6 separate regions of the Mus musculus genome follow, and all the other regions are linked to region 1. A link is a contact called in public HiChIP or PLAC-seq, Micro-C and promoter capture Hi-C data. All regions are on one chromosome and are shown on one strand. Each heading gives the region's core, a stretch centred on a gene start, on an enhancer-like site or on the middle of the called end of the contact. The rest is flanking DNA. Distances are from core to core; before and after follow the strand shown.

What was found. Promoter capture Hi-C pulls out the DNA fragments that hold promoters and counts their contacts. A called contact is a pair of places that touch in the nucleus more often than the background predicts. HiChIP or PLAC-seq counts read pairs in DNA pulled down with a chosen protein or histone mark.
Region 2: a promoter capture Hi-C map of pre-B cells shows a contact between it and region 1. The contact joins the enhancer-like site here to the promoter of Dnttip2 in region 1. A contact is called at or near these places in 9 of 39 promoter capture datasets (the C10 cell line, cranial neural crest, embryonic stem cells and 6 more), 2 of 15 datasets of contacts at CTCF or cohesin (the NIH/3T3 cell line and large pre-B cells), 1 of 484 Hi-C or Micro-C datasets (bone marrow-derived macrophages), 17 of 115 datasets of contacts at active chromatin or transcription factors (the 230-238 cell line, acute myeloid leukemia, bone marrow-derived macrophages and 10 more) and 4 of 9 other capture datasets (adipose tissue, liver, macrophages and 1 more).
Region 3: a contact with region 1 is called in a Micro-C map of embryonic stem cells, with 2.1 times the contacts expected there. The contact joins the enhancer-like site here to the promoter of Dnttip2 in region 1. A contact is called at or near these places in 1 of 39 promoter capture datasets (the 3T3-L1 cell line), 1 of 15 datasets of contacts at CTCF or cohesin (the NIH/3T3 cell line), 4 of 484 Hi-C or Micro-C datasets (cortical neurons, embryonic fibroblasts, embryonic stem cells and 1 more), 1 of 115 datasets of contacts at active chromatin or transcription factors (embryonic stem cells) and 4 of 9 other capture datasets (adipose tissue, embryonic stem cells, liver and 1 more).
Region 4: a promoter capture Hi-C map of liver shows a contact between it and region 1, with 3 times the contacts expected there. The contact joins the promoter of Abca4 here to the promoter of Dnttip2 in region 1. A contact is called at or near these places in 2 of 39 promoter capture datasets (both in liver) and 1 of 9 other capture datasets (adipose tissue).
Region 5: an H3K27ac HiChIP or PLAC-seq map of embryonic stem cells shows a contact between it and region 1, with 4 times the contacts expected there. The contact joins the enhancer-like site here to the promoter of Dnttip2 in region 1. A contact is called at or near these places in 5 of 39 promoter capture datasets (the C10 cell line, cranial neural crest, liver and 2 more), 1 of 484 Hi-C or Micro-C datasets (bone marrow-derived macrophages), 12 of 115 datasets of contacts at active chromatin or transcription factors (bone marrow-derived macrophages, embryonic basal ganglia, embryonic hindbrain and 5 more) and 3 of 9 other capture datasets (adipose tissue, liver and macrophages).
Region 6: a FOXA1 HiChIP or PLAC-seq map of pancreatic cancer cells shows a contact between it and region 1. The contact joins the enhancer-like site here to the promoter of Dnttip2 in region 1. A contact is called at or near these places in 2 of 39 promoter capture datasets (cranial neural crest and embryonic stem cells), 1 of 484 Hi-C or Micro-C datasets (bone marrow-derived macrophages), 11 of 115 datasets of contacts at active chromatin or transcription factors (the 230-238 cell line, bone marrow-derived macrophages, differentiating embryonic stem cells and 4 more) and 3 of 9 other capture datasets (adipose tissue, liver and pancreatic islet).

The regions. Positions count from the first base shown.
Region 1 is chr3:122,272,693-122,275,881 of GRCm38.p6, reverse strand. Dnttip2 (deoxynucleotidyltransferase, terminal, interacting protein 2) reads right to left here and starts at 1,468. Exons shown (of 7, transcript NM_153806.1): 1 at 1,404-1,468; 2 at 1-684. The coding sequence starts at 1,463.
Region 2 is chr3:122,460,001-122,462,796 of GRCm38.p6, reverse strand. All of the region lies in intron 3 of Bcar3 (breast cancer anti-estrogen resistance 3), which reads right to left. Among named protein-coding and RNA genes, the nearest start is that of Gm34349, 19 kb to the left of the region's middle. Within about 2 kb of position 1,321, at least 74 of the 459 cell types and tissues checked have an H3K27ac peak or open chromatin away from gene starts, as enhancers often do. A contact at or near this core is called in the 230-238 cell line, neural stem cells, pre-B cells and 1 more, where this site is marked.
Region 3 is chr3:122,144,475-122,147,284 of GRCm38.p6, reverse strand. It overlaps Abca4 (ATP-binding cassette, sub-family A (ABC1), member 4), which reads right to left. Exons shown (of 50, transcript NM_007378.1): 33 at 1-87. Among named protein-coding and RNA genes, the nearest start is that of Gm40138, 19 kb to the right of the region's middle. Within about 2 kb of position 1,559, at least 6 of the 459 cell types and tissues checked have an H3K27ac peak or open chromatin away from gene starts, as enhancers often do. A contact at or near this core is called in embryonic stem cells, where this site is marked.
Region 4 is chr3:122,043,112-122,046,046 of GRCm38.p6, reverse strand. Abca4 (ATP-binding cassette, sub-family A (ABC1), member 4) reads right to left here and starts at 1,587. Exons shown (of 50, transcript NM_007378.1): 1 at 1,435-1,587. The coding sequence starts at 1,500.
Region 5 is chr3:122,486,632-122,489,844 of GRCm38.p6, reverse strand. All of the region lies in intron 3 of Bcar3 (breast cancer anti-estrogen resistance 3), which reads right to left. Among named protein-coding and RNA genes, the nearest start is that of Gm34349, 8.0 kb to the right of the region's middle. Within about 2 kb of position 1,629, at least 37 of the 459 cell types and tissues checked have an H3K27ac peak or open chromatin away from gene starts, as enhancers often do. A contact at or near this core is called in embryonic stem cells, where this site is marked.
Region 6 is chr3:122,520,018-122,523,247 of GRCm38.p6, reverse strand. Bcar3 (breast cancer anti-estrogen resistance 3) reads right to left here. Exons shown (of 12, transcript NM_013867.3): 9 at 1-79. Among named protein-coding and RNA genes, the nearest start is that of Mir7657, 20 kb to the left of the region's middle. Within about 2 kb of position 1,772, at least 114 of the 459 cell types and tissues checked have an H3K27ac peak or open chromatin away from gene starts, as enhancers often do. A contact at or near this core is called in the 230-238 cell line, bone marrow-derived macrophages and pancreatic cancer cells, where this site is marked.

The DNA of each region.
Region 1 (3,189 bases), core at 219-2,718:
AGAAACATTTGGCATATTTCTCTGAGAAAGTGGTCTTGCTGATAACTGAGTAGCATCTGAGTCCTCTGAACACACAGACATACCCACAATTTGCTTTTTATTTCCTGGTGTAATCTTAGTATCGTTTTTCTCAGCTGGGAACTGTAATTTCTTCTTCACATTCCTGGCTGTTGTTCTCGGCAAGATCTCTAACGATGAAATGCCTGAGCAGGACAACTCAGCATCAGATACAGTTCCCGACTGTGATTCTTGGCTTGAATCTCTTTGAGAATTAGCCTTATTTCTGCTGCTTCTCTCTGTGGAAGGTACAACCATAGAAACCCCTGAAACATGAGACTCTGCTTCAGAAACAACAACTTCATCAGCAGATGCATGCTGAGGGGCTACTTTCTGCCTTTTCCTAACAGTGGACTTTGAGGTGGAAGCAATTACGATCTGCCGTTTCCTAGTTACTCTTACAATGGGCTCTTGGTCCTCTAACACAGAAGTAACCCCAGAAGTGTGGGACTCCGTTTCAGAAGCCTCGTCATCAGAAATAAGCACAATGATCTCCGCTGGGCCTGTGGTTCTGCTGCTGCTGCGTGAGTGCTGTTTCTCAGCAGGCTGCGATTCAGCTGTGCTGCCATCGGATCCCGATTCCTTTGTGCTTTCTAGATGTGTCCCAATTCTCCGAGGAGCAGACCTCTGAAAACCAAAACAAACACAATATAGTGTAGATAGGGCAGGGACAAGGGTAAAGGTGGCATGGCCTAAGGAACAAAACTCAAGAAGGTACAAAACGAAGACAAACTCACGATAAGATATTTCTTTTACTTGCCTCATCCTAGGCTTCAGAAAGCAGAACTAAAAAAACTTTCTCTACTTAAAGAAAGAGGAGGTAAATTTTAAATCATTTATAGAAGCGCAGGGAGGGGGGGGAGTTGAATACTAATTGAGCACGTGTTTAGGAGTGTGTAAGGTAATCCGATACTTGCCTGGATTTCTACAACAGGAAAGGGCTGCTCTATAGCCCTTACCACACAATCTAAAGAGCATAGCACCAGAAGACAACCAGAGGCTCTGAGTGACGCCACCGCCGCCCTTCAGTTGCCGGAGGGGTTAGTGCTCGGCCATGCCAGTCTCTCCACGTGAAAACGGTGCTCCTCCTATCCCCCAAACCAGGCTTGGTCGAGGTGGCGGGCATTAACTTTCCCCGGTACTGTCCTAACAGTAAACTTAAAAGGCCTCGCCTGCGCAGGGCACGCTACCGAAACTCCCGTAAGAGCCCTGAAAGACCCCCAGGTCCGAGCCAGTCCGGCGCAGTACCACGCGCGACCCGCTCGGTTCCTCGTCGCTCTCCTCCGCCCTGCCGAGCCGCTCTGCTCAGCGGCGAGGAGACCCGGAGAACCTGAGACCCAGCTCACCTTCTGCTGGGAGCTTTCTTGGAGCCTGGTCCGGGAGAGCCCGGACCTGGTGACCACCATCTTTCCGACTCCGGATTCCCGGCAGCCAGCGCGGCTTCCTCTGTTCCGACGCTTCGGAAGTGCGTCGAAACAGGAACTCGCTTAGGTTTCCCTGCGGAAACCGCGGCTCGGGAGAATCGTTCCTTCCCCGGCTCCACTGCAGTTCTGGCCAGCGGTCTCCGCCATCGGACTAGTGCGGGTCAGCGGGGGGTGGGGGGGTGGGGTGTGTGTGTTGGGGGGGGGGGGGGGCAAAAGCAGCTCCGCCTCCAGTTCCCAGCTCGTCCGCTGTGCGGTCCTCAGCGAGGAGGACCTCCTCGCCGTTTAACACAAAATGGGAAGTCGCATCATTTACTCTGCTTTCCATCCCCCTCACCCCCCACCCCCGTGCAGTAATTGTGAGATCTTTGGCGTAAGTCTTTACGGAAGCCAAAGGAGACTTTATTTAGTCCTTTTAGAAAACAGTATTTTAATAACTTAATAAATGAGATTCCGATATTTGATTGGGATACAAGGATGTATGTTAAATGCACCCAAGTTTTCGGAGAATAATTAGAAAGCTGTGGGATTTAACTAAAATGTCTCGGGATTTGAAGTACGCCTTTTTTTTTTTTTTTTTTTTTTTTTTTTTTTTTTTTAAATAAAAAAGGTGAAAGACGTTGTGAAGGACGGGGATTAAAGTTTTTTGTTTTTTTACAATGGAAGTAAGAGACTAGCCAGAATCAAAAGAGTTTTAGGATTTTTGTTTTGAGACAAGATCTCTCTACATGGCCCTGGCTGCCCTAGAACTCACTATTTAGACCAGCCTGATCCTGAACTCACAGATATCCATCTGCCTCCCAAGTGTTGGGATCCATGGGCCACAGCACCTGGCTGAGGTGTTTTAGTTTTTGTTTTGTTGGATGAAAGATGGAGAACTAGAATATGTTGAAAGGCTACAAAGGAATCGAGGAGGGGGTAAAGGAATTAGTGTTGGAAGCAAGAAAAAAAAAAGGGGGGGTTCGTTTTCCTTCACTTTTTAACACAAAATTTTTCCTAAAAACCTATCTTTCCATGGATACATTACTTCTACATTAAATTGCTCTCCTTGGAGCCAGGTATACGTAGTAACCAACTTTTGATTGTTAGATGTTGTCTTAAAACACTAGCCTCATGCTTACTTAGTAAAATAGGGTTTTTTTTTGTTTTTGTTTTCCTGGAGAACTGTGGTCTCTGGTTTCCACACAGCCATTGTGTGCCCTGAGGAAACAGCCTATCTTTAGGAGTGAGAGAACAAGAAAGTGAAGAACAAGAAAACGAGTTCCTGCGCATTTGTGGAACTTGAAGACAAGAATCTTCAAGCTCTTGACAGGCTGGGCTTAGTGAAAAACCCTATGACAAGTGCGGGCTGTTACTTTTCAGTTTAGGCTTTAAAGGGTTCTTCTATCTTGTTCTTTCTGGGGGAGGTACTGATCTTCCATGTATTTTTATTATGCATTTTAAAAAAAGATTTATTTATTTATTTATATCAGTACACTGTAGTTGTCTTCAGCCGCACCAGAAGAGGGGGAAGGCATCAGATCTCATTACAGATGGTTGTGAGCCACCATGTGGTTGCTGGGAATTGAACTCAGGACCTCTGGAAGAGCAGTCAGTGCTCTTAACTGCTGAGCCATCTCTCCAGCCCCCTTTATTAGGCATTCTTACTAAATTGTAAGATCTCTACATATTCTGAATATAAGACCTTATCAGATAGGGTCTCTAAATATTT
Region 2 (2,796 bases), core at 72-2,571, 190 kb before region 1:
GCCCTCATGTGAACTTGAACTGCCCCCAGCTTCCCTTCCGTCACCTGCTCCATTCAAGTCCTGCCAGGATCTGCTGGCCTGCTTGAATAAAACGGCTTCTAATTCTCCCTCCAAATGGCCTCTGGCGACACCTGGCCTCCCCGTGGCCACTGCCACTCCCTGAGGTAAACACTCCATGTCAGCTTCCCCTCACCTCCCACCCCCCCACACGGTGAGTGCACAGGAGAGACTTGGAAAACATCTGAGGCATGAGTGAACCTCCACGGAGTCTCTAAGAGCACTGTCTCCATCTGCTGGGAGGTCTGTCCTCACGGAGCAGCCCATCTCAAACCGGAAACTTGCCCTATTGAGGTGGCAGTCCCCAAAGGCCAAAAGAGGAGATTTTCGTTTCCATTTAAAGGCCAGGCTAATTTGCATTCAGTACATGTCTCCCTTTTCAGTACAATCCTGTGAGCTTTGACAAATGATCAGTTGGGTAATTATTTCTACAATCAAAGACATTCCCCTGTCATACTCTCAAAGTTCCCTTGTAGAGGTACCCTCGCTTACCCCTTTCAACCATGGACTCATTTCTGTCACCAGAGATGTGATTAGAGCTGGTAGACTTTGAAAGATTTAAAAAAAAAAAATGTTGCGTGGTACACCAGTGGTTTTGCGCGTCTGCTTCTTTCTGTAGCTGAACGGTATGCCACCGTGTGGATCTCCATGGTTTGTTCATGGCTGAAGCAGACATTCGGGCTGTTTCTAATTCATCAGTGGTGAATGATATTAAATAATGTCATATATAAGCGTATACACAGAGACTTTCGTATGAAATATGTTTTGTGATATGTTTTTTTTTTAAGTATCCATATTTCTGTAAGCTCAAAGGATAAGAATCTGCTGGGTGAGGGACTGTTTTCTACCCTATTCGTCTGTCTGTCTGTCTTCCTACCCAGTGGCTGCAGTGTTCTACACTGTAGTAACACGAAACTTCCTAAGAATAGCGACAGGGCACATTGTGGGCAGAGTGGGCGAAACTGAACATGGGCCCAGAGTTAGCCTGCATTCTCGGCTGGCACCCGTTTGATCTGGTCCCACAGGGGACAGCGCGGGCTCTCTGCGGATGTGCACACTCAGGCAAAAAACCTGCAGAGCCAGCCAATTGGGCCATTATCTGGTTCATATAACTTGTTAGAATCTCACGGAATGTACAGCGTGCCATTGTCTCTGTGAGTCCCTTTCATGACTTTGTGAGCTGGCTAATTCAGAGCAGACTCGCCTGTTTTCCTGCTGGAAGAAAGCACTTCCCTCAAAGACAGCTATTTAGCCATGACCATGGCTGCAGCCATGTAGAGTACAAAAGGGAGCTGAGGCCCGGCTGCCCCCTCTTCTGCCCAAGCCTCCCACAGCCAGGCTGCTTATTTTCGGTGCTGGAGTTTGCATTATTGTTTCTCTTTTCATCTGCTGGGTGACCTGAGGTATCCCAATCCTACTACGGGAAATGGCCTCGCTGAGATCTGAGCCTTGGGCAGGCTAACTGTCTATAGGCTTAGAACCCTCTGGGAACAGGCATTAACCCCACAAAGGATGGCTTTCTGAGCCTCTCTGGACGCCCCTGGGCTCCAGAGGCCTTCATTCAGCACAATAGCTCCAGTGTCGTGACATTTCTTCTAACCTGCAAAGCAGGCTTGGCGATGGCAAGTTTTATTAAGGCTCACAAGTGGGCAACAAGAATCCGCCAAGGCTGACAGCTAGGAACCCAGCCAGGAACAAAGGCTGCATCCTGTCTTGATACTTCCTTAGGTGGTCCCTGAAGAGCAGGCTTTTGTCTTCTGGCCACATTGTGCTGTCCACAGCCTGGGCACTGGAGGACACTTGCCTCTTCATTGCTAACTTGGAAATGCAGGCAGCCCACACTTTCTGCTGCACCAAGCTTTCTAATTTACCTTCCTTAAAAAGTAATCTTTTAAGGGGTGGAAAGGTTGCTAAGAGCCAGAGGACCAGGGAGTCTGCTGTGAGATCCTCTCTCTTAGAAATGACAGGAATACTCATCCAAGATAATTCCACAATGTAGCTGCCTATACAAGACCCGAGCAATGGTGATGTCAACAGGCACAGTGCTGAGGAAGGGGGATAGCTCAGGAGACCCATGTCTACCATGTCTAGACAGAGAACTAACTACAGGCATCGATTGACGACTAACGGGGGGGGGGGGGGGGGGGATTAGCCTCCCAGGGAATGAGCACCCTAATTGGCTAGCTAATACACTGTGGTCGGCCCTAAAACCATATACACACAAACCATGCTGAACAAACCCAGCAGGCTATACTTATATATTTATGCATATGTGTATGTGTGTCTTTCGATAAAACTCAAAAGGAGGCCATCAGTTTGAGAGGGATTTGGGGCAGGGATGGGAGGGGTTGGGAAGAGGAGAAGAAAGGAAGCAATGTAATTATATACTATTTAAAATTTTAATCACAAAAGGAAGTTACACTAAAAAGAAAGAGGGGGCAGAGAGAGAGAGAAAGAAAGGGGGAAGGAAGGAAGGAAGGAAGGAAGGAGAGGAGAGGAGAGGAGAGGAGAGGAGAGGAGAGGAGAGGAGAGGAGAGGAGAGGAGAGGAGAGGAGAGGAGAGGAGAGGAGAGGAGAGGAGGGAGAGAGAGTAATATAAGCCTATGGAATTTAGTGCAAGAAGATGGGCTGACTATTGAAGCACACAAGAGTAGGTGTAAAATTAAGTTTATAAAGGGGTTACAAAAATGACCCAGGACTGAGATGGCTCAGCAGCAAAGGTGATTGCTGCCAACCCTGA
Region 3 (2,810 bases), core at 310-2,809, 130 kb after region 1:
TGGCCAAGGCCACTTAGAAAGCCAACAAGTGCTTCCCCGCTGATGGGGATAGCAGGGAGTTTTCCTCCGATGGAAATTCCTCCATACCTACAAGGCAGTAGGAGAGCCCCTGTCAACGCCATGATGCTTCATGCCCAGTAAGTGCCACCTCAGCTTCCGAAGGGGATGTGGATTTGGGAGGGCTTAGCCTCGCAGGCAAACAACATTGTCCCACCTTGTTCTCCAAATAGTTCTCCTACTCTCTAAATTTAGAAGCAAGCAAAGCCACATTCTAGATTCCACATTTGAGAGAAGGCATACATTTGTCTCTAAATCCAGCTCATTTGGATTAATATGTTACTCTCTGGTTTCATGCCTTTTTCTGAAACGACAGGATTCGATCCTTCTCTGTGGTGGGTGCATAGAACCTCACCCATCACATCTCTGACAGGCACCTAGGTAGGTTCCTTAGCTTGGCTGTTGCAAACAGTGCTGCAGTAAACTTGGATGTGCGAGTATCTACTGTATGTTAACATATGTTCCTTTGGAAATATGTCAGGAGTGGTATAGACCAAACCTGCTCTACTCTTAGCTTTTGGAAAGAATCTCTGCACTGATTTCCGTAGTGGCTCGATGGATATCCCCACCGATGGTGTATAAGGGTTCCTTCTCCCTCTGTATACTCATCAGCAGTTGTAGTCATCTGTCTTCCTCATGACAGCCACTGGCTGCGAGGAGATGGGGTTTAGTGTAGTTATATATATATTTTTTGGGGGGGGGTCATTTTTCTATTTCTTTAAAAAAATACATTATATTTATTTATTTATCCTGGATCATTTTTCTATTTCTTTAAAAAAATACATTATATTTATTTATTTATCCTGGTGGGGGCATACATATATGTGGAGGTCACGAGACACCTGGCAAGAGTCAGGTTTTTGTTTCGTTTTTCTTTTTTTCCTTTTTACAATCAGCTCTTGGTTTTACAATCTGAATCCAGAGGATTGAACTCGGGTCATCAGGCTTGGTAGCAAGGGCCTTAACCTTCTGAGCTATCACATCCCCGTTTTCCAGTTCCCGTGAAGAACGTCATCTGCAGCATGCTGATGGAAATCACCGGTGTTGAGGTAGCCTCCCTAGCACAGCTGTAGCCATTTGCTCCATATCTAGCAGCTACTTCCTATTGTTACTGTAATATGCCCGCCAGTCATGGTCACAGAAAAAGAACTGGACTCAGAGCAGGGGCATGCAGATCACCTACCCTGTTGCAGACCACCTACCCTGTTAGGTTCCGATTATTCTGCGGTTTGTTAATCTTAAGAAATTCCCCATCTGCAGCCGTCACTCATGACCAAGCAAGATAGGGGTTGGCTTGAACTGTTCTGTCTAAATTACTAAGGAAACATGAGAAAAGACCAACCGGTCTACAGCTCCCCCACATCTGCATATGAACTCATTATGGGTTTTGCAGTTTTAGCCTTTATAAGTTGGCCCCGAGAAATGTCCAGCGCACAGCTAGCTTTCAGCTCTAGAGTCTGAGCTGTTCCCTTGGTCACTCAGTCTTTGGATATACGTTCAGTAAACCATCCCTGCTTGACTGAGATTAGTGTTCTTGTGGTTTGCAGGGTGACTTCTGAACCCCAACAATTGGCATGTTGACAGGAGTAATTGTCATGTTGATGGAGGTCATTGTCATGTTGATGGGGATCATTGTCATGATGATAGGGGTCATTGTTATGTTGATGGGGCCCATTGGCATGTTGATGGAGTCATTGTCATGCTGATGGAAGTCATTGTCATGTTGATGGAGATTGTGTTGAATCTGTAGATTGCTTTGAGTGATATCAGTATTTTTCTTGATGTCAATTCTGTTGATCTAAATTCACATTTTGAGATAGTCTTACTATATTGCTCAAGCTAGCCTTGCACTCCTGTACTCAAGTGACTCTCTTGTTTCAGTCTCCCAGTCACTGGAACTAGAAATAAAGGCCACTGTATCCAGATTTAAGCCCATGTTTGCTTGCTTGCTTGGTTTTGTTTTGTTTTTTGTTTTGTTTTTTTGAGACAAGGTTTCTTTGTGTGACAGTCCTGGCTGTCCTGGAACCCACCCCATAGACCAGGCCTCAAACTCACAGAGATCTGCCTGCCTCTGCCTCTTCAGTACTGGGATTAAAGGCATGTGCCACAACAGCCCAGGCTAAGCTGGTTTTTAATTCTTTCCCATTTCTATTCCAAGATGGTGTCTGGACCTTTATCCTGGTGTAACTCCATCTTCTTCATCATTTCCCTTAAAGTCTTGTCCTGTCTATGTCAAACTCTACATGCTTCAGGCTACCTCCAAGTCTCTTTGCTGGCTTTTCTTAAGGTACTCTTCCCTTTTATAAACACCTAGCTAATTCCTGCTCATTTTCCCTGGGTTAGCCCTTTTTGATGTCTTCCTTGACTTTACTGTGGGCCTAACTTGTGATTTCTCTTTTGTGTCTTCTCTGCCCTTTGCAGATAGTTTAGGCACTATCCAATACCACCACTCCTTTCTGTGTCTCTTAGTCCCATGCCTGGCTTAGACAGCCCAACTCTCTTCTGTCTCAACTCTTGTCTGTCTCTCTCTCTCTCTCTCTCTCTCTCTCTCTCTCTCTCTCTTTCTCTCTTTTTTGAGGGGGTATCAAGGCAGGGTTTCTCTATGTTCCTGGAATTCACTTTGTAGAGCAGGCTGGTCTTGAACTCACAGAAATTTGCCTGCCTCTGTCTCCCAGGTGCTAGGACTAAAGGTATGTGCCACCACCACCTGTCAACTCTTGTCATTCTTAACTTGGGTCTCCACCTTTGGGGTT
Region 4 (2,935 bases), core at 338-2,837, 230 kb after region 1:
CGACCCCACCCCACCCCACCGCCTAGTCCCATTTCTTCCTAACGTTCCCTTTGGTCCCCAGGAGAGGCCTAGTCCACCAACAGAAACCTACCACAAACCATGCTCTTCCCCATAGCCTGTCTCCTTCCTGTCCTCTTCATGAGGTTCAGCTTTCGTTTCTCTTGCTTATGTGTGTTGAATGCATATGTGTGTGCACATGTGTGTTAGGGTGTATTTGTGTGCGGAGGCTACAGTTCAACAAGGGATATCTTCCTCAATCCTGGGCCCCGTAATTTAATCTCAGCCCTCTCTGCTTCGCACAGCAACCCTCCCCCCTCCCATCATCTTCCTTAAGCTGTTTCATGTTTTTAGGACTCTGTAGGGCTCTGGGACAGCCATTCCTTCCTAACTTCCCTTCCTCCTCCTCCTCCTCCTCCTCCTCCTCCTCCTCCTCCTCCTCCTCCTCCTTCTCCTACTCCTCCTCCTCTTCCTCCTCCTCCTCCTTCCCCCCCCTCTCTCTCTTTCTCTCTCTCACTCAACAGGATCACATGAATCCCAGACTGGCTTTGAACTCACTCACTAGATAACCAAGGATGACCTTGAATTTCTGACCCTCTTGCTGGGTACTGTGCCCAGTTTGTGTGGTACCGGGGATGCAAGCACTCTCCCAGCCGAGGCACACTCTCAGCCCCATTTCGTTATGGATATGAATTTGCTCCTTATCCTTCCACAGAAAAAAAAAACAATGGAGGAACCATTTGTAGCAACTCTGGAGGGGCTCTGATCTCCCACAGCACACATCAGCATTTCTCCTGGGATATTTGGCCTACATTACTTTATATTAGTCTGGATTCTCAAAACATACTTCAGGATTTCCCAGCTGAAAAACCAGCTTGGGGGTGGGGGTGGGGGTGGGGTGGGGAGTGTGCACGTTACACATTTAAACCCTTAGTCCAGTCCAGCCATGACTGATCGCAGAAGAGGTTTGGGTAAATCTGTGGTTAATAACACAATTGGAAGATGCAAAGTTATTTTTCCACAGAACAGAATTGTGGGCAGCGCAACTGTGACTTCTCTGGGAATTTACATCCCAGTTCCAGGAACATGAACGTGTAAAAGCACCCCACGCTCTAGCGTCAAGGAAATTTGTGTTTGTTTGTTTGTTTGTTTGTTTGTTTTTCAGGGACCTTGAAGCTTCCAACCTGTGGTGGGAGCTGGGCCAGCAGGTGTCGAAGCTGGAGGGGTGGGGAGCGGTAGTGGATTCCTGTGCTGGGCAGGGGACAGAATAGTTTTCATGTAGCCAAGGACAAGAGAAGGGTGTCATCCTGTGGGAGGGCACCTGGTCACTGAGCAGCTAAAGGTGGCCTCCGAACTAAAGGACAAACTAGCTCTCTTCTTCGCCTCTCCTCCCCGCTCCCTCCTCCCAACCCTCCTCCACCCCGCTCCCTTTTTTACCTTCTGCCTTTTCCTCAGAGTCCAGTTCTTCCAAAGCAAAAGCTGTATCTGTCTGAGGAAGCCCATGCCGGACCACCCCAGCACCGGGAGAATCACCCCGAGCTGGGGCTCAGGCAAGCACCGGACACAAAGGCCGCTAGGACCACGTCCAGCTCAGCCCGCTGTGTCCTTCTGGTGATTAAAGGCCGCGTTTCCCCTTCAAGCATAATCCCCCTCTAATTACCTGTAAGCCCTTTTGTGAGGGAAAGGAGACAGGCTTCGGTTTCTTTATAGACGGAGAAAGGCCCTAAATACACAAGTGCGGGCACGGAGGGCCCTGAAATGAGTCTTTCAACGGGAAACGGAGCGGCTTCAGGTGCCCTCCTCCACCGGACATCAGAGGGGCTCCTGCGGCTTCTGAAGAAGATGCTCTGGATATCTCTGCATTTTAAGTTTGGGACAATTCCCTTTGCATACCTAGAGGCTGGATGTTTGCCTTCCAGTGCTCTGACACCGGGCAGGATCCTGATTTGATTGCTTCTCCTTAATGAGGGAGAGCTAAAGTAACCCGTTCTCTTTCAGCCCTTTGTTTTGCCCGATAATAACTTCAAGTCTAATCAACCGGTCCTGGCTGCTTGGTATAATCCAAACTCAGCAGGATAGTAGCAAAGTCTGCCACAGGCTTCAGCACGTTACTTGTGAGCGATCTAGCTCAGCAGGGATGGGAGTGGAGATGTTGCTAGACAGATCGACCACTGGGCAATGCAGCTGTGATTCTAAAGACCTCCAAACATGTCTCCCCGGTCCTTCCCCATGAAAGTTTTGCCCCAGCCTCCTCAAATCTCAGGAACGTTTTTCTCTTTGAAAAACCCTAGACATCAAGACCTCCATAGGGTGGAACGAGAGCCAGGAATGGATACTAACTGGGTCTGTTTGTAAACATGGGTCGGGATGTTGGCTAACCTAAGAATATACGGGGCAGTCATGAGGGCTGACAGGCGTGCTTGGTGAAGCGTCCAATTACAGAGCGAGTAAATTTCTGCTTTGAGTGTTTAAAATGTTCCTTGGAGGTAGTGGCATTTAATATAGGCTTTGGTCATTGTAAAATAGCATTTTACCCATAGTTCACTTAGGACGTGGTATAACTGTAAACTGCCTTTGAGTATCTTGTTTCTGTCATTCTGAGGTAACTGTCTGCTTAGTTTTACAGGGAAGCAATCTGAAACCTCGTGAGATTAAGGACTCCACTAGTTGTTACTCTCGATAGCCCTGAGTTACTGAACTAAGCAGCTCACTAAAATTCCCCGAGAGAGACAGAGAGGCAGAAATAGAAATAGCTTATCCTGCTCAGGAAAACCACAAGGAAGAAGGGCGGCTCCAATGGGCGGGAGACCCTGGAGGAAGAGGCTGTTAAAGGAGACAGAGACCAGGCTCAGAAACTCGTGATGATGATAGACTCAACATAGATGAAATGAGCAAATATGACGAGATCTCCAAGTGTCTCACAAGTGCAGGGCAGCCC
Region 5 (3,213 bases), core at 380-2,879, 210 kb before region 1:
GAGACGCTGCACAGGTTCCACACACTGTGACCACCTTCAGACCTTCATCCGACTCCTCATCCCAGCTGCTCAGGGGTGTGTGTATCCTTCCGCTTCCCAGCATACAAGCCTGTGTGCTCCACCATGCCCCCCAACTTTTCTCCACCCTCCCCGATCTGATCTCCTCCTTTTCACTCAATGTTTTAGACTGACATTTTTTCTGCCTCTCATGTGTGCTCCTACAATTTCCTCTTCTGGGAAGGTCTCTGGCTGGGGCTGGCATTAAAGGCCTCTAGGATGTCACAATAAGCTGTGTTGGGGTATCCTCCTTCCCTCTTCCTTTCTTCATATCTACCATAGGTACAGAGAGAAATGGTGGTGTAGCCATGTCCCAGTGTCCATATAGGCGCTCCTTCTAGGTGAGACTCCAACCCTCTTTGTTCCCAGTGCACTCTAGGTCTCGATGCAATGGGTAAGTGGGGCTGGAAGGGACCCATGAGCTCAGGGTAGGAGCTTGCAGATGGCTCCTCCAGTCCCTTAACGAGAAGCCAGGATTCGGAATAGTCATTCCTTTACGTAAAACCATCATTATAAAATACATGTATCTGTAGTAGAAACCAGAAAAGAAGTTCTTAGTCACAAAAATTAACATACTGATTATAGGTTTCATGAGCTAGACAGTAAGTCGGCACATTCTTGTGACCAGAGCCAGAGAGGAACAATAGCTCCTGGGGCTACGACAGTTGATGACTGAGATGCCACTGTGGCATCCAACCCTATGACACATTTCTTTCCTCTCAGTTAAAAGGTACTGGGTCATCCTCAGCCATGTGTTTAACCCTAGTGGCAGGGCCCGAGGCTCTGCCATGCCTGTCCTGGTGACCCCGTACCCAAGCCATGGCAGAGAAGCCCGTCCACTGTTCTAACGTTAGTCTTAGTTCTTAGAACTTCTGCTGAAAGTTCTAGGCTGATGTTCTTTTCCTGCATGCACGCGCGCGCGCACACACACACACACACACACACACACACACACACACACACACACGCCAACTTTGCAATCCAGCAAGTGCTGAATCTACAGGCAGTTTCTGAGAGTCCCAACCCTGCCCCTGATCCCCCTCTGGTTTCTCCAACAAAAAGAAGTCTTTGGCTGGACTCTAAGCTATGAAGTTGGTCAGGGAGCACAGGGACACAGTCTCTATCAGCCATGTCCTGATATTGAAGCCAGATCCCCACAGCTCTCAGATGCCAATGGAATGCACTTAAAGGGCTCTTTTCACAAAGAAGCTATGCTGGGCTTTTTAGTTTAGGGCCTGGAGGCATGAATGAGCAACAAACCCCAACCAGGAGGAGGGGCTGAGTCTCTTGGAAAGATTCTTCCATATGGCTTTTCCCACCTTTTGCTGACAGTGTGTCTGCACCCATACAAAGGCAGCTGGGCCACTGCCATTGCCAGGATTTGTCACTTATAACATAGGCCAAAGGAGCAGGTACAGGGAACATGGGTGGGACCTTCCCTCCACCACACTCTTCACAGGAGAAAGGCAGTTTCTAATGAAACCAAAGTGCCAAAGACCTGACACAGGGTGGATTCAACAAGCTCTAAATCTCCTCCCCCACCCCACCCCCCAGGGGGAGGGGCGGAGACAAAAGAATGTCAGTCCAAATGAAACACCCTAACACAGTTCAAGATCTTTTTGCTCTATGGTAGCCCTTAATGACTGCAGAGACAGCTCAATCCTAGCATGGAAGAATCAGCTCATGACAAGACCCCTGGGCTGGACTGAATCAAGCCTTTCTGGTCCATTCACCCACATACTTTCTGTATCCCAGCTTCTTGTTTGTGCTGTTTGCGTCAGGCAGCATTTCAATACATGGATGGAAGTTTCTCTTTCTCAGATTTCTCCAACACAGTCACAATCACACCGCCCTTCCCTAGGATGAGATGCTTGTCTGATGAGGAATTTCAGCTCTTTCTTCCCCCTCCTCCATCCTTTCCCCGCCCCCTTCCTCTCCCTCCCTTTCATACACACACACAGAGACAGACACACAGACAGACACACAGACAGACACATATCAATAATCAGAGACAGAAGGACCAGAAATAATGGGAACCCACTACCAACATACAAAATCAGGTCATTCATCCTTTTCTTTTCTTTTTTCTTTTTTTTTTAGAAATGGTTTTTCGAGACAGGGTTTCTCTGTGTAGCCCTGGCTGTCCTGGAACTCACTTTGTAGACCAGGCTGGCCTCGAACTCAGAAATCCGCCTGCCTTTGCCTCCCCAGTGCTGGGATCAAAGGCGTGCGCCACCACCGCCCGGCTTCATTCATTCTCTCTTAACCAAAGTCCTTCTGCAGCTTCCTAAGGGACATAGGGTGCAATTTGCTGCTGCCTGGCTCCCGGCTGTCTCCCTGCCCATACCTGGCTGTCATGTCTAGGTTTTGGTGGCTACCCCTTCCTCTACCCAGAATGTCATTTCCTCTTAGGATACCCTCTACTAACTCTTCTAAGCTAAGCCTGTCTCCCTAGGAAGTCCTCCACTGCTCAGACTATACCAGGCCTGCTCCTCTGGGGAGAGCCAAGGCATCTTTTACCAAATCACTGGCAAAAGAGGCTTCCTTCCAGCCTGTCAAGATACACCTGTCCAGCACAGCTCTCCAATGGACTGCAACCTTCCTCCGAGTAAGGACTGGGTCCTAAGTACCAGGGCCAGAGCAGCTGGCACAGGCAAGACACACAAGGTACCATGATCAATTACTGCTTAGCTGAACTAAGGACGCAAGCAGGATAAAAAGCCAGTGCGGAGATCTGCGGGCACTGAACTCCTAGCAGAGCAGCTCAGGGCTGGAGCTGCTCATGTTCATGGCCGTTTCCTGCCCTGTTATGAACTGAGCCTCTCTCTCTCTCTGTGAGCGTTCTGCTCTGACTAGGCCTGGCTTCTGCTAACACCTTTTATACCTTGAGCTAGGAAGGAAGTCTACTCTCCCAGACTGGAACGCCTTCCCCATCCCATCCTCTTCTTCATCCACCTAAGTCCTGAGTCACTAAAAATAGTTTTTTTAAAAAAAGAATTATCCCCCTCTAAACACACACATCCCATGCACCCAACACCACCCCCCTTGAAATCTTTCCCAACTGCAATGTAAAATGAAGTATTAATATACATGAAAGCATCTTGGTTCAGACTCCAAGTCTCCTAATATGGCTTTGTAGAAAGAATATTAGGTACA
Region 6 (3,230 bases), core at 523-3,022, 250 kb before region 1:
GAGGGTACCCGCTCGGTTCTCCAGTGTGCCTGTGCAGCCCAGAATGTCCACAGCAATGCCAATGGCCATGGTGTTGTGCCTAAGGAGAAGACCAAAGGGTCGGGCTCGGATCGACAAGATGAGGAGAAAATGGCTTTAATCATCAGAAGGGCTATTTGTGTGCCACTGGCTGGGAGCCAGTTTGGAAAGCTGATTTCGATAAAGTCCATCCAACACCAGGTAAAGAATGTACCATGATCAGAACCAGGCTCACCCATGGACATGGGAGCACGAGGTGGCCCACAAGGGCAGGAGGACCTCAGAGGTGCGTGTTCTCTCTCTTACCATGAGAGGCACGAGGAGATAGCAGGTTTCCCAACATACAGGAAGACTGGAGCTCCACTTAGTGGGAATAGAAAAGGAGAGACAGGGGTGAGTGTGAGAGAGAGAGACGGAGACGGGGAGGGGGGATAGGGAGAATATGAACTTGATTCAAGATGTCACAGGTATCAGAACAAGAGAAGAGAGGAGGCAAGAAGAGTGTTCTGCAGCCCCAACACAGGCGCCTGAGAGACTGAAACACAGGCAGGAATTTGCTGTAAGGTCAGACCCCAATAAAACAGAGGATCTACTCCCCACCCCCAATTCTCCTTTTTTCTCACCCTAAATTGCAAGGGTCACACTCAAGAGCCTTAGGGCAGGAAACATGGTGACTTTTCTGCACATAACAATGGGACCCTATGTGCAGGGTCTGTCTTGGCAGGAAGCTCAGACAGTGACCAGTTCCTTCCCCCTCTGAACCCAGGAATTTACTGCACTGGGCTAAAATTGTCTTAGTCTTCCAGGCTACTATGCAAGAACTGGAAGTAAAATTGTAGCTATGACGCCCGCCTTGCCTTTGAAACTCCAGGGTCATACTCTCCTGAAAGCTCATCCCGGGGCTGTTGTTCCCGGCTGTGTCTCGCCCTTGTTGAGCAGAGGTGGTAGTGACTCAGAGCACACTTAGTCTTCCCAATTCTCCTAATACCTGTTAACTGAGTTATGAGCTCTGGTGTCTTTAAGTGTCGTGTGTGTGTATGTGTGTGTGTGTGTGTGTGTGTGTGTATGTGTAGAGTACTCACTTGCAAAGCAGGGACAACGTTTGTAAAATATAAACTGTGGTCACAAAAATAACATCACCTCTATCTATATTTGTAAGCCCCCAACCCCCACCTTCCTCCCTCTCTTTCTCTCATCCCCCTCTCCAAGGCACTGGGGACTCAACCCAGGGCCTTGTACATCCAAGACAAGCCCTCTACACCTGACTTCTGTCCCTAGCTCATCTTAATCTTTAACTTTGAGTCAAGGTCTCATCCATTTGCCTCTTCAGTTACTGAATTTGTGGTCCTCCTGCCTCAGTCTCCTGTATAAGCTATAACTGACAGGCTTGTCCCCATCAGACCTGGCCACCTTGACTCACTTTGTCTGTCTGTCCCATCTCTTTCCTTTTCTCCCAACTATGTCCCATTCCTGATTTCTTGTCTTTCTAACCAATGAATCCGACCAGATTCCCAGATAAACTTGGAATACTTGTTGGAAGAGTTCTCTCTCTTAGTAAAAGCATTAACAATGTTAATTCAACCCTACACCCCAGGGGCTTCAACTAACAAGGAACCAATTCCCCCTGCTTTGTTCTTGTGGTGTGCCATCAGTGGCTAACTGGCTAATGACAATCACTTGCTTAGTATCTGCTGGGGACTTCCTGGTGCTGTGTGGGGATGACTCAGTCTGTGGCCACAGCTAGCCATACCCACCTTTTATCAGATGAATGCTTCCAGCTTAGCCTGCCTAGGAATGAGGTAGTAAATTAGACGTCAAGGGTAGCCAGTGTTTGATTCCAGAACAAGGAAATGAAGTCACTGTGCAATTCAGGGCACCTAAGACCTTGGCTTTTACTTAGTTAACACACTGTAACTAGTCAAACTATCCCCCAGGCTCTGTGAGTAGATCCCACAGTCAGAGAGAGATAGAAACAAATGAGGGTGCAAGAGGCTAGGCAAGCAGCAAAAAGGGAGGGATCGTGACAGAGCTGAAGTCAGAAGACAAGCAAGAGAGAGGCTGGCCAGGGCTTAGGCCCAGAGCTCAGGCCCCAGCGCACCTCTAGGTGCCAGGAAGAAAAGGTGTCTGGAGATCCCAGACTGCACTGCATCTACTCGGAATGAGGAAGTGAGGGTGACCACTCCACCCAGACAACCACAGGGGAGGAGGCTGAAGTGAGAAGTCTTGTCAGGAAGAGCAGGTGGCTCAGAAGTCAGACATGAAATTCCCCAAAGCTTGCCTGAACAAAGTTGGGGGGTTCATTTTCTAACACATCTGTCCTCCCTCTGGCCACCCCCCAGCCTCCGCCTCACTCCCTCAAAGCCATTTGTTTTGTGTTTTTATTTGTTATGACTATGTCTCCATATGTAGCCTAGGCTGGACTCCCTGCATGTATGACATATATTCCCTGTATATATGACATATACTCCCTGTATATATGGCATACACTCCCTGTATATATGACATAAACTCCCTATATATATGACACAGACTCCCTGTATATGACAGGCTGGCCTGGAAATTATGATCCTCCTTCCCGCGGCTTTACCAGTGCTGGAGTTACAGACATGCCACCCCACACTCAGATTTGTAAAGTTGTGTGGAATGCAGCCTTTATTCCCAGAGGCCAACAGCTGCTTGCACAAGTGGGTATTAACACTTAAATTTAAAATGTTTCCTCTCTTCATTGCCTCTGCCACCCACATACAGTAGCCACAACAGTCAGTGGTTTGAGCACATTCCTGCACCATAGAAAACTCAACTGGCCAGGGCTGTACCCAACAATATTGGAAGCTAAAACAGTCAGGGTGACCGGGAGATAATTTGCACACTAGTGAGAATGAGAGGGAAAGGGAGAGGGACAGAGGGAGGGAGGGAGGGAGGGAGAGAGAGGGAAAGAGAGGCCAGCTTTTATTTTAATATGAAAATCAAGTCTTGTGTTTCTTGTGTTAAAAGTGTGTCTCATCTCTAAAGATCCATGTTCAAGGGCATGCTTTGGCTTTGCTTCATGGTTTGTTTATTGTTTGTGAAAAGGCTTTATTTATAGCCTGGGCTGGACTTAGTCATCCTGCTCCAGCCCCCAAGTCCTGAGGTTACAGATGCCCGTGTGTTTTAATGAACACCTAGTGTGGTGGTGAGAGAATCTAGAATCTGCCAGTACATGGGCCCCTGGG